Linked DNA regions of Zea mays: region 2 is linked to region 1. A link is a contact called in public Hi-C data. All regions are on one chromosome and are shown on one strand. Each heading gives the region's core, a stretch centred on a gene start, on an enhancer-like site or on the middle of the called end of the contact. The rest is flanking DNA. Distances are from core to core; before and after follow the strand shown. Region 1 holds the start of LOC103640610 (translation initiation factor eIF-2B subunit delta). Region 2 holds the start of LOC100501444 (9-cis-epoxycarotenoid dioxygenase 1, chloroplastic-like).

Region 1 (5,607 bases), core at 815-3,314:
TTTCGCTATGTAATATATCTAGCAAATGGCATGAATTAAAATATGCAGTTAATAGGATTCTGAAGATCCGCATGATATCCTACGAGGACTCATATCTTAGAATTATAAATATGCAACATATAAATCTCGTACCGAATAATACATTCCTGACGAATGAACACTCTCCTATGTAGAAATGATATCTCCTAGACGAGATTATGTTCCTTGATGGAACCTTTCCAGAAGAAATAAAGTATGTGTTGAACACAAAAGTTTGATAACCCATATAAAGGGATAAAGACCAATAAAGACCCGAAAAGGAATAAGATGAGGTACCAAAGGTCTTGAAGTTCACCGAATATGAACATGTGCATTCCACGAGTTTTACTCATGGTATTTTCCACTTGATGTGAAATTACGGTATCCTCTAAAGCCCTTATGGCAGAAATCTATAAGGTTTAGGTGTTACTGGCAAAATATCCCCATTGTGCCAGAATGACAGACTATAACGATGTATCTGATCGATGAAGAATCCCTGATGGATTACAATCTTTGATGGATTTATGTTACACCATCATATAAGTTGTAATGAATGAACGTCTGGAGGGATGAGTCATATCTAGAATATGTACTATCACAATTATAATATCCCCTAAGTCCTGTGGAAGGATAAGTTATTTGCTTTGCACAATTATGTATACATTGTGGTGTATGATAGAATGAAAGGTGTAGCTTCCTAGCCTCATCCACCCTCATTATTTCAGATAAACAATGACACATATCTTGAAGGATGTGTTTGAATTACGAGGGATAAAGACTTTGACAGATGTCATCGTCAGGGGGAGCGAATGCTTAATATTGATCACAATTGCGAGACACTGAATGCCATATCAGTATGCCCTAGAGGTGTCAACTTGATGATCAATACATGAAGCTTTATAGAAGTTTCTATCAGATATGTAGATCCAGTCGATCGAACACCACTAGTAAAAATGACTTATTTATGTTGATACGTTCACTTACCTCGTGTAAGCTAGAAGTGAGTTGAGGTAAAGTTCCTGAAATAATCCTTGCAAGAATATGCAATCTTTTGCTAAATCTCTACGTGCATAACTTCATATACTTCCAGAATAAGGTATTTTGCCATACTGAGACACTTTTGCAAGGATCAGGGGAGCCCATTTCTAAAGTTAGCCTTTATAGAAGATTCAATGGAATCTAGATATAGAAGATCAAAATATGTCCTGATGACAGTTGTTGTACTTTTTTTTTCTTTGGTGAGTTTTCCTGAAGTTTCTCACATGAGATTTTTAACGAGGCAACAAAGTGCTAATGCAATTTGCGTCACCATGTACTCTTTCTCCATAGTTTTCCCACTGGGTTTTTTAGAGTTTTAACGAGACATGTGTTGGTCGCGGTATTCGACCAATGGGGAGTGTTAAGTAACCCTGGTTAGGGTTATGTGGGCAAATACCGACTTTACCCTTAGGGGTCTCACATCTCTATATATGGAACATGTACACCCCTCATAAGATATAGAAGAGAAAGAGACCCAACCCTACATCCTGTGTCTCGTATGATCTGTGTCGTGTTTGATGAGAAAGGGAATGGACTCCTACGACTTCTCGCGGTGACGTAGTTATCAACAAAAATAACAACAAAAAAAGATCTCGCTTCCCGAGAAGCCAAATAATCTCCGAGCTCGCCAAAAAAATTGTATATATATATATATATATATATATATATATATATATATATATATATATATATATATATATATATATATATAACCAATACGTATTTATCATACATATTAATCGCCAAAAAAAAGTACTACTACTATGCAACGAAGCGCGAGGCGCATCAACCCCGATGCCACTACAGCTCCAGGCAACGGGGCCGGAATTGAAACTTTGCGACGCCGTGGTCTCCGGCCCGGCCTCTTCGCTGGCACCAGGAGGAGGGAAGTCCAACGGTATTGCTAATCTGAGTCTGAGGGCCCGAGCCCACCACTTGAACAAATCAAACCAGAAAGCGCCACTAACCCCTCTAACCGGTGGGGCCCACCGACGCCCACACACGCACGGGGCGGCTCAGTCAGACCGCGAGTCTCGACTCTCGACTCTCGAGTCTTGGCGTGCCCAGCCCAGGTCGTGAACCCCAGTCCAGACGTCGCCGTCGTCGCCGCCCGAACCCGATGGACATCCGCCGCGGGCCGCCGCCGCCGCGCACCGCGTCGGGCGGGGTGGAGCCGCGGTTCCGCCAGGTGGGATTCGTCACGGCCGCCGAGCCCGCGCGGGGGGCCGCCACGCCGGCGCCCGCGTCGCCCGCCGCGTCCGACGGCCTCTCCCCCGTCATGATCCCGCCCCCGCTCATCCCCGTCCCCGTCCCCGTCCCTGTCGCGCCCGCTTCCGAGTCCCTCGCGCCTTCTTCCCCGCCCCCGGACTCCTCGTCTCGCCCCGACGCCGTCTCCGACCTTGACGACGACGACGACATCGACGTGTCCTGGGCGCGCCCACCCCCGCCCGCCTTCCCAGGTACGTGCCCGGTGCACCTGTGTAGACGAACGAGTATACATACGGGTATATCTGTGTGAAGGGGGAGGTAGCTGGTGATGGTGACGCGTCAACCCATTCCTCTCCCCCAACCCAAAAAGAAATTAAGAACAATGAGATGATGATGGATCATTCCATTTCCTTCCGCAAACCAAACACTCCAACAATTTGTTAGCCAACTGGGACACTTTATTGCTTCACGCTCACCCACAGTCGTCGTTCTCTGTTGGTCAGACCAGACCACAAGTATATTAGGAAACCCAGTCTCATGTTAAGAATGGAGGGATATTACAGCCACCAATTGTTCTACAGGTAGCGAGACTCAATTTCACGTGCATATTTCAGCAACGATCCTGTTTCATGAGTTATCGTGACTGAACTAGCAAAACCACTGCTGGTAGCTACCAGAAGATCATACTGTGATCCATTAGTTACGGTTTCGATATGCTTGTTCCGTCTGTGGCTGGCTCCGTGCATGTGTAATCAATCCGGACCGTTCAGCATGGGTCACATCGTAGGATCACTCGCCTTGGTTTAACATGTAGGATTGGTTGACAGTTTCGATGCTTTCTAAGGCATGGAAAACAGCACACTATGCCTATCAGCATTGGTTTGAAGAATTACTTTTCTTCTGTTGCCATTTATTGCAGAATCTGTTTCTGCTGTTTATTTCAGAACCAAACAAGAGACACCTTACTGAAAGAAAGAATGAGCATGCTCCTCCGACTCCAGTTTCGCAGAAACCAAAGCTTTCTAAAGCAGAGAGACGTGCCATTCAGGAGTCCCAGCGTGCTGCCAAAGCCGCTGCCAAGGAGGCAGGTAGTTGATCTGCTTTCATTCTTTACAATGTCTCGGTGAATATAAAACCCCACGTATTTTTAAAAGGGGAGTAAGAGCACTCAACCCCCAGACCATCTTATCAAGGAAATACAAAGTGAAACTAAGTCTTTTACTTGGAAAAAAAATGAGTGGTTCCATTTTAGATGGAAGGCAGTATCTTTGTTTGCATCTTGTATCATTAACAGTGACTCGCCTGTAGGGGTGGTAATGGATCGCGATCCAAATGTTCCTTCACAATTTGTAAGGGCCCTAAGTTATTTTTAGTTAAAAAATGAATAGAAATAGAGCCCGACCTAATCCGATCCGATCCTTACATTTTATAGTGTAAAATTTAGAGCCCATTGTCAGCCCTACTTGCCTGACCTGTCTGCAGACACAAACTTCATCTCTTCGTGCAAAATTGCAGGTTTGAAATCAACAGCCATGGCTTCTGATGCTAACACCAAGCAACCCAAAACAGCAAAGATATCTCTGAAGAAAGATGTCAACCAAGTTAACTCTCCAGTTGCTTCTGATAAGAAGACTGGTGAACGACCGCCTGACAAAGATAGAAAAAAAGATGCTCCTCAACCCCGCATGCAATTTGACGATACACATCGGGTGGTGAAAGCAAAGAAGCGTTCAGTTGTTAGACAATCAGAAGCTCAAAACAGGGTCGAACTGTTCAGACATCTGCCTCAATATGCACATGGCACTCAACTACCTGACCTTGAGTCAAAATTTTTTCAACCTGATCTGATGCATCCTTCTGTGTACAAGGTAATTATTAGCTACTAACTAGGGGTGCAAGCGGATTGGATACGGACGGATATCACTGATATTACATTTGTTTCCATATTTCTGTTCGTATTCGGATGTGACTGATATTACATTTGTTTTCATATTTCTATTCGGATTCAGATTCAAATACGAATAATACTAGCTATGGTGGATATGATACAAATGGATATCAACATCCTAAATATGAGATTTGAGTATTCAGATAGCGATATGGTATGGGATTTTGAATATCTGGACTCTGATATGGATGGATCTGAACTCTAAATGGATTCGGACTTGGATATGATCGGAAAATATCCGTATCATTTACACCCCAATTAACTACACATGCTGCCAATATACTGTAAAAGATAGGGCATACCTAGTGTTGAAGGCTCTTACATGAGTGGGGTCTGGGAAAGGGATAAGCCGAGACAAGCCTTTCCCACGCAAATGTGGAGAGGCTGATTCGAAACTATGACCCAGTGCTTCAGTGAGCCAACTTTCACCATTGCACCAGATCTGCCCTTCTAATATATCGTAAAAGAAACCTACCATTATTCTTATTTTATCGGAGGGGGAGCCAATGTGCTTACTTCTCTTCAAATAAAATAAAAATAATGGTTACATTGATTAACCTTGAAATCACGATTTGGTTCATGTTTATTACTGATTCTGTGGGCAACACAATTGAAATAAAATAGATAGGTGTAAACAGAATTTTGTTTTTCTTTTCATGTGTCTTTGAGTAGAGGGTACTTATCTGGTAAATGATTTATTGTCATATGGTGAACACCAAGTAGCTTATGTCCCCTGTGTTACGTTTCAGGTTGGACTTCAATATTTGTCTGGTGACATATCTGGTGGCAATGCTCGCTGTATAGCAATGCTTCTTGCATTCAGAGAGGCAATAAATGATTACTCCATGCCTTCTGAAAAAATTCTGAATAGAGATCTTACTGCTAAAATCAGTAGCTATGTGTCATTTCTCATCGAGTGCAGACCACTTTCAATCAGCATGGGCAACGCAATTAGATTTTTGAAGAACAGGATTACCAAGCTACCACTTGCATTTTCAGAGTCAGAAGCTAAAGTTAGTCTTCAATCTGATATTGATCGCTTTATAAATGAGAAGATAATAGTTGCGGATAAGGTCATTGTTAGTCATGCTGTCACAAAAATCAGAGATGGTGATGTTCTATTGACATTTGGGTCAGCCTCTGTCGTTGAAATGATTTTTGATAATGCTCATGAACTTGGAAAGAAATTTCGTGTTGTGGTGGTCGACTCTCGTCCAAACCATGAGGGACAAGGATTGTTGCGCCGATTAGTTGCAAAGGGTATCAGTTGCACATATACACACATAAATGCTGTATCTTACATCATGCATGAGGTTACAAGAGTGTTTTTGGGTGCCTCTTCAGTACTATCGAATGGTACTGTCTACTCCAGAGTTGGGACAGCTTTGGTTGCG
Region 2 (5,607 bases), core at 895-3,394, 150 kb before region 1:
GGATCCGGGCCGGGAGCAGCATGTGCAAACAAAAAGAACTCAGCGGGGCATCCATCATTGTTGTATCTGTATTTGTATGTATATGAGGATCAGAAACAGTGGTGTATGGAGGAGGAACAGAACAGAGATGGTACATGCATGTGAGTGACATCAACAATATCACCTCAGTTGCAGCAACTGGGTGGTTCAATTCATAGCCAGCCACTGGGCTGCTACTGTACTGTACCTGTGCTACCAGCACCTCCAATCCAAACACACTCACAGTGTGGAGGTGGAAACAGAGCACCAGCTGTTTTGGCAGTTGGCACCCTCCCCACAAGCACAAAAGTGACAGCGAGTGCAACACAAGCTGGCAAGCTGCTGCCCCCCCTTCTCTTCTCTCTGCTGTGCTGTGGACTGACCCTACTACTCACTGTCACTGGCTAGCCATACTAAGCCATGCTTGTTTTTTAAAAAAAACATGGTACAAGAAGAGTGCCAGTATTGCATTGCATATGGGGAACAAGGCTCCGGGGACCTCCTATGTACGGGCTCAGGCTCCCTCTGGTAACAACCTTCTCCCTCCCTCCCCTGCTCCAGAGGACGAGGAGCAGAGCGATATGGAGGGGATGGACCGATCATCAGTCGTCGTCAGCGTAAAGAAAGAACCAAGCAATCAATCAAGAAAATCTCGTCATCAGGCCTGGGCCTCCAGCTCCCGCTCGCTGATGAAGGTGCCGTGGAAGCCGTAGGGCACGCGGGAGGGGAGCTGCACCGTGGCCTCCAGCCGCATGTCCACCGCGTTCACCACCAGGAGCTCCGACGTCCCCTTGCGCTCGTCGCGGACCAGGGATAGGATGTACCCGTCGTCCTCGCCGCGCGGCGCCGCGCCCTCGGCGGGCACGAAGCAGGGCTCCCCGCCGAATCGCCCGTCGCCGTAGTCGAACCGGACGACGTCGCCCGTGCCCAGGTCCACTTTCGCGAACCCGGACACCTTGGGCCACGGCTCCGCCACGGCCAGGTACGCGTACCGCGTCCGCCGCCCCAGCATGTTCCGGTTCACCATCCCCACCTCCAGGTTCACCTGCGCCGACGCCGGCAGCACGGCGCGCCGCGTCGACGCGCCCGTGCGCGTGTCGAGCCTGATCTCCGTCAGCACGCTCTGCAGCTGGCGCCCGTCGTCGGCGTCGTTGAAGATGGAGTCGGCGGGGGTCATGCAGGACCCGACCACCACCACCTCCCCGGTGCCGGCATCCTCCCACGCGTTCCACAGGTGGAAGCAGAAGCAGTCCGGCACGTCCACCCACGCCATCTCCGACGCGTCGCGCGCGTACTTGGGCAGCACGCCGAACCGGGACGTCTTGCCCGCGTCCAGCACCACGGGGGACCCGCCCCGCAGCATCTCGCCCAGCTTGAACACCACCTGGTGGTCGGGCACCACCACGAACCGCTCCGTGATGGCGAAGTCGTGCACCATGGTGGGCTGCTCCAGCGGGATCTCCACGTCGCCCGACTTGCCGCCGTCGGGCCGCAGGTAGAAGTACCTCAGGTAGGGCCGCTTGATCACGTCGTAGCTGAGCGCGAACAGCTCCCCGGACGCCGGGTCAAGCTTGGGGTGCGCGATCATGCTGCCGCACCCGGCGAGCTGCCCGCCGAAGTCGTAGCGGCCGACGGTGCGGAGGTCGCCGTCGGCCGTCACGCGCACCTGGTACGGCAGGTCGTCCTCGGACATGGCCAGGAGACGGCCGTTGAAGTAGACGAGGCCGGCGTTTGCGACCCCCGTGCCGCGGGACGGGTCGACGAGCCCGCACAGCCCGCGCGCGTAGAACAGCGCCAGGCGCGCGATCCCGGAGTGCCCGTGCAGCTCGCCGATGGCCTTGGGGAACACGGCCCGCCCCAGCGCGCGCTCCTGCCGGAGCCTGGCCGTCTCGGTGAACCGGCACGCGTACGACTCGGCCGCGCCGTTGCGGATGCGCACCGCGTGCACCATCCCGTCGCCGTCGAACAGGTGGTGCCCCGCCGACGGCTCGAAGCAGGGGTTGGCCCCGTTGCGCGCGTACACGCCCGAGATGAACGGCGGGATGCGGCCCGACACCGGCAGCGACCGCACCGGCGCCTGCTCGCCGACCGGCGCGAAGTTGCCGGCGATCTGCACGGCCGGGTCCGCCGACCGCGGCAGCGCGCGCGGCCGCTCCAGCAGGCCCGCGATCACGCCCGACTCGAACGCGTCCAGCGCCGCCGCCGCCGCGCGCTGCAGGAAGCCCAGCCCTTTCTCGCCGCCGCCCCGCTCGCCGGCTGCCGGAGAGGGAGCGGGAGCCGGCTGTTGACGCCTTTTCGGAGCGCCAAATACTCAAGAAGAACCGGCGGCGGTGCTCTCTGGTCAGGCGCGGACGGTCCGCGGCCTGGGGCCGGACGGTCCGCGACCTGGCGCAGGGGCTAGGTTTTCCTGCCTGACGTCCGGACGGTCCGCGCCCTGGGGCCGGACGGTCCGCGCGTGTGCAGGGGCGGCGGAAGATCGCCGACGGCGCCTGGATCTCGCTCCCGGGAGGGACCCCGTCGGGGAGGAGAGATCCTAGGGGTTGTCTAGGCTCGGGCCGGCCGACCTAGACTCCTCTAATCGACGTAGAGTCGAGGAGAGGCGGAGAATTTGGGGATCGAGAGGCTAAACTAGAACTAGACTAGAACTACTCCTAATTGTACTGGAAATAAATGCGAATAGAAGTTGTATTGATTCGATTGTTGATGGTTAATCGGCCGTAGACCTCTCTTTTTATAGAGGAGGGGGGCTGGACCCTTTACACGACTGGATTCCGAGCTAATTCCGCAAATCTAGCCAACAAACATAGCACAAAACTCGGAACCCTAAACTGCTCTGCGCATGCGCGGACCGTCCGGCCCACAGGCGCGGACTGTCCGGACCGCGGACCGTCCGGCCTCAGGGCCGGACCGTCCGCCTGCTCAATTTGGGGTTCAACATATGCCCCCCTGCCTTTTGGTGGAGTTGAGCAAACCAAAAGCAACTAACTCGATGTGATTACATCGGTTCTCTTAGGCATCTTGCCACATACTAGGATGGTACTGTTTGAGGAAACGCCCATTCAAAGCCTTAGGCAAGTCCTTGCCTTGTAATGTTTGTAGTAAATAGGCGTTGCCAGACATCACCTGTTTTACTTTATAAGGACCTTCCCAGCTTGGTGACCATTTCCCGAACTTCCGGTCTTTATTCCTTAGAGGCAGAATGGTCTTCCACACCAGGTCCCCTACTTGAAATGATTTTGCTTTGACCTTCTTGTTGTAGGCTCTGGCTACCATGATCTTGTCCTTTTCTATTGCTCCCAAAGCTATCATCCTCTTGTCGGTCACCTCATCAATATTATCAATCATTGAATCATAATAATCAGTAGCAGTTAGATCATTTTGTCTGGCGAACCTGACAGCATTCAAACTTATTTCCACAGGCAACACTGCTTCCTGCCCATAGACAAGCTCAAAAGGAGATACTTTAGTAGCCCTATGTTTAGATATCCTATGAGCCCATAAAGCTTCAGACAAAATCTTATGCCAATGTTTAGGATTATCAGATATCTTCTTTTTTATCAAATTAATCAACGTCCTATTACTAGACTCGGCCTGTCCATTGGCCTGAGCATAATATGGAGATGAATTAAGCAGCTTAATTCTGTATAATTCAGCAAATTCACGTACCTCCTTTGACATGAAAGAAGTACCTTGATCTGTAGTTAAGGTCTGGGGAATGCCGAATCTATGAATAATATGCTCAGTTATAAACTCAATTACCTCCTTGTGTGTCATGTTCTTTAGAGCAACGGCTTCAGTCCATTTGGTGAAGTAGTCAGTGGCGACTAACACAAACCGATGCCCCTTTGATGATGAAGGATGAATTTCTCCAATAAAGTCTAATCCCCATCCTCTGAACGGCCAAGGCTTGATGATAGGATGTAATTCGGCTGCAGGGACTAACTGTAGGTCGCCGAATTTTTGACACACTTGGCAACCCTTGTAGTACTTGAAACAATCAGCTATCATACTAGGCCAATAAAAACCAGACCTTCGCAACAACCACTTCATCTTTGGAGCTGATTGATGAGTACCACAAATTCCTTCATGTACTTCGGCCATGGCTAATATAGCATCATCTGGGCCCAAGCACTTAAGCAGGATATCATTGACTGTTCGGCGGTAAAGTTCATCACTCATCAAAACATACTTGAAAGCTGTTCGCCGAATATTCTTATCTGTCCTTATATTGGGATTTCGTAGATAATTAAGTATAGGTGTCCTCCAATCACTTGCATCGGCCTCATTGTCGGCCGAATTGATCAAAAGAACATTTCTGGTAACCCCGGACGGTCCGACGTCATCATGCGGACGGTCCGCGACCTGGGAATTTGGCTTTGCACTGGTTATCAGATTTTCAGTTCTGTGAAACTTTCCTCTCTTTATCCGATAACCTGATGCATCTTGTGCCAAATCGTTAGCTCTATGATTCTCAACTCTAGAGATATGCCGAATACTGAATTCGTCAAAAGAATGAATTATGCTCCAACATTTCTCAAGGTAACTATTTAGAGTACCATCGACACATTGATATTCTTCTAACACTTGTTGGACAATCAGCTGAGAATCACCAAATACCTTCACATGTTTTACTCCCATACCATTTAAAAGTTCTAAACCGAATAGGAGGGCCTCATATTCAGCTTGATTATTAGTGCAATAAGTTTTCAATCGGCTAGAGAAGTCAAAGGAGACATTACTTGGTGAAACAAGCACAATGCCAATTCCTTGCCCTTCATTGCAAACCGATCCATCAAAATATAAAGTCCAAGGAGTAATAGTGAGGTATGACATGTCTAGTTCATGAATATCATTAACCCGATGTTCTACAATGAAATCCGCTATGACTTGGCCCTTCATAGATTTCAATGGTTCATAGGCCAAGTCATATTCTACGAGTGCATAAGCCCACTTACCAATCCTACCACTCATAATTGGGTTATGCAACATGTATTTGATCACATCGGCTTGACCAGAAACAGTGCAATGACTAGACAATAAATAACATCTACATTTGGTGCATGCAAAAAACAAGCATAAGCATAATTTTTCAATAAAAGTGTACCTTGTTTCAGCATCCACCAACCTTCGGCTTATATATGTCACCACATGCTCCTTCCCCTCGGTTTCTTGTGTCAGAACAGCCCCAATGACCTTATCCTCAGCTGCAATGTATAATCGGAATGGTACTCCTGCTCGTGGTGCTTTTAATACGGGAGCCGAAGATAAGTATTTTTTGATGAGATCAAATGCTTCTTGTTGTTCTGCCCCCCAAGCGAATTCGGCATCATTCTTAAGCCGAAGAATAGGGGTGAACGCATCAATCTTCCCGGCTAGGTTAGAAATAAACCTTCGTAAATAATTCACCTTGCCGAGAAACCTCTGTACCTCGACCTTACAGGTTGGAGGTCCCACATTCCGAATAGACTTGATTCGGTCAGGGTCTATTTCTATACCATGTTCATGAATGACAAATCCTAAAAACTTACCAGCCGACACTCCAAAAGCACATTTACGTGGGTTCATTTTCAAACCATACTGACGCATTTT

Evidence for each region. A called contact is a pair of places that touch in the nucleus more often than the background predicts.
Region 2: a Hi-C map of leaf shows a contact between it and region 1, with 5 times the contacts expected there. The contact joins the promoter of LOC100501444 here to the promoter of LOC103640610 in region 1. A contact is called at or near these places in 2 of 25 Hi-C or Micro-C datasets (both in leaf).

The regions. Positions count from the first base shown.
Region 1 is chr1:178,490,322-178,495,928 of Zm-B73-REFERENCE-NAM-5.0, reverse strand. LOC103640610 (translation initiation factor eIF-2B subunit delta) reads left to right here and starts at 2,064. Exons shown (of 8, transcript XM_035964144.1): 1 at 2,064-2,516; 2 at 3,210-3,353; 3 at 3,781-4,133; 4 at 4,963-5,607. The coding sequence starts at 2,177.
Region 2 is chr1:178,635,776-178,641,382 of Zm-B73-REFERENCE-NAM-5.0, reverse strand. LOC100501444 (9-cis-epoxycarotenoid dioxygenase 1, chloroplastic-like) reads right to left here and starts at 2,144. Exons shown (of 1, transcript XM_023301399.2): 1 at 218-2,144. The coding sequence starts at 1,969. The coding sequence ends at 677.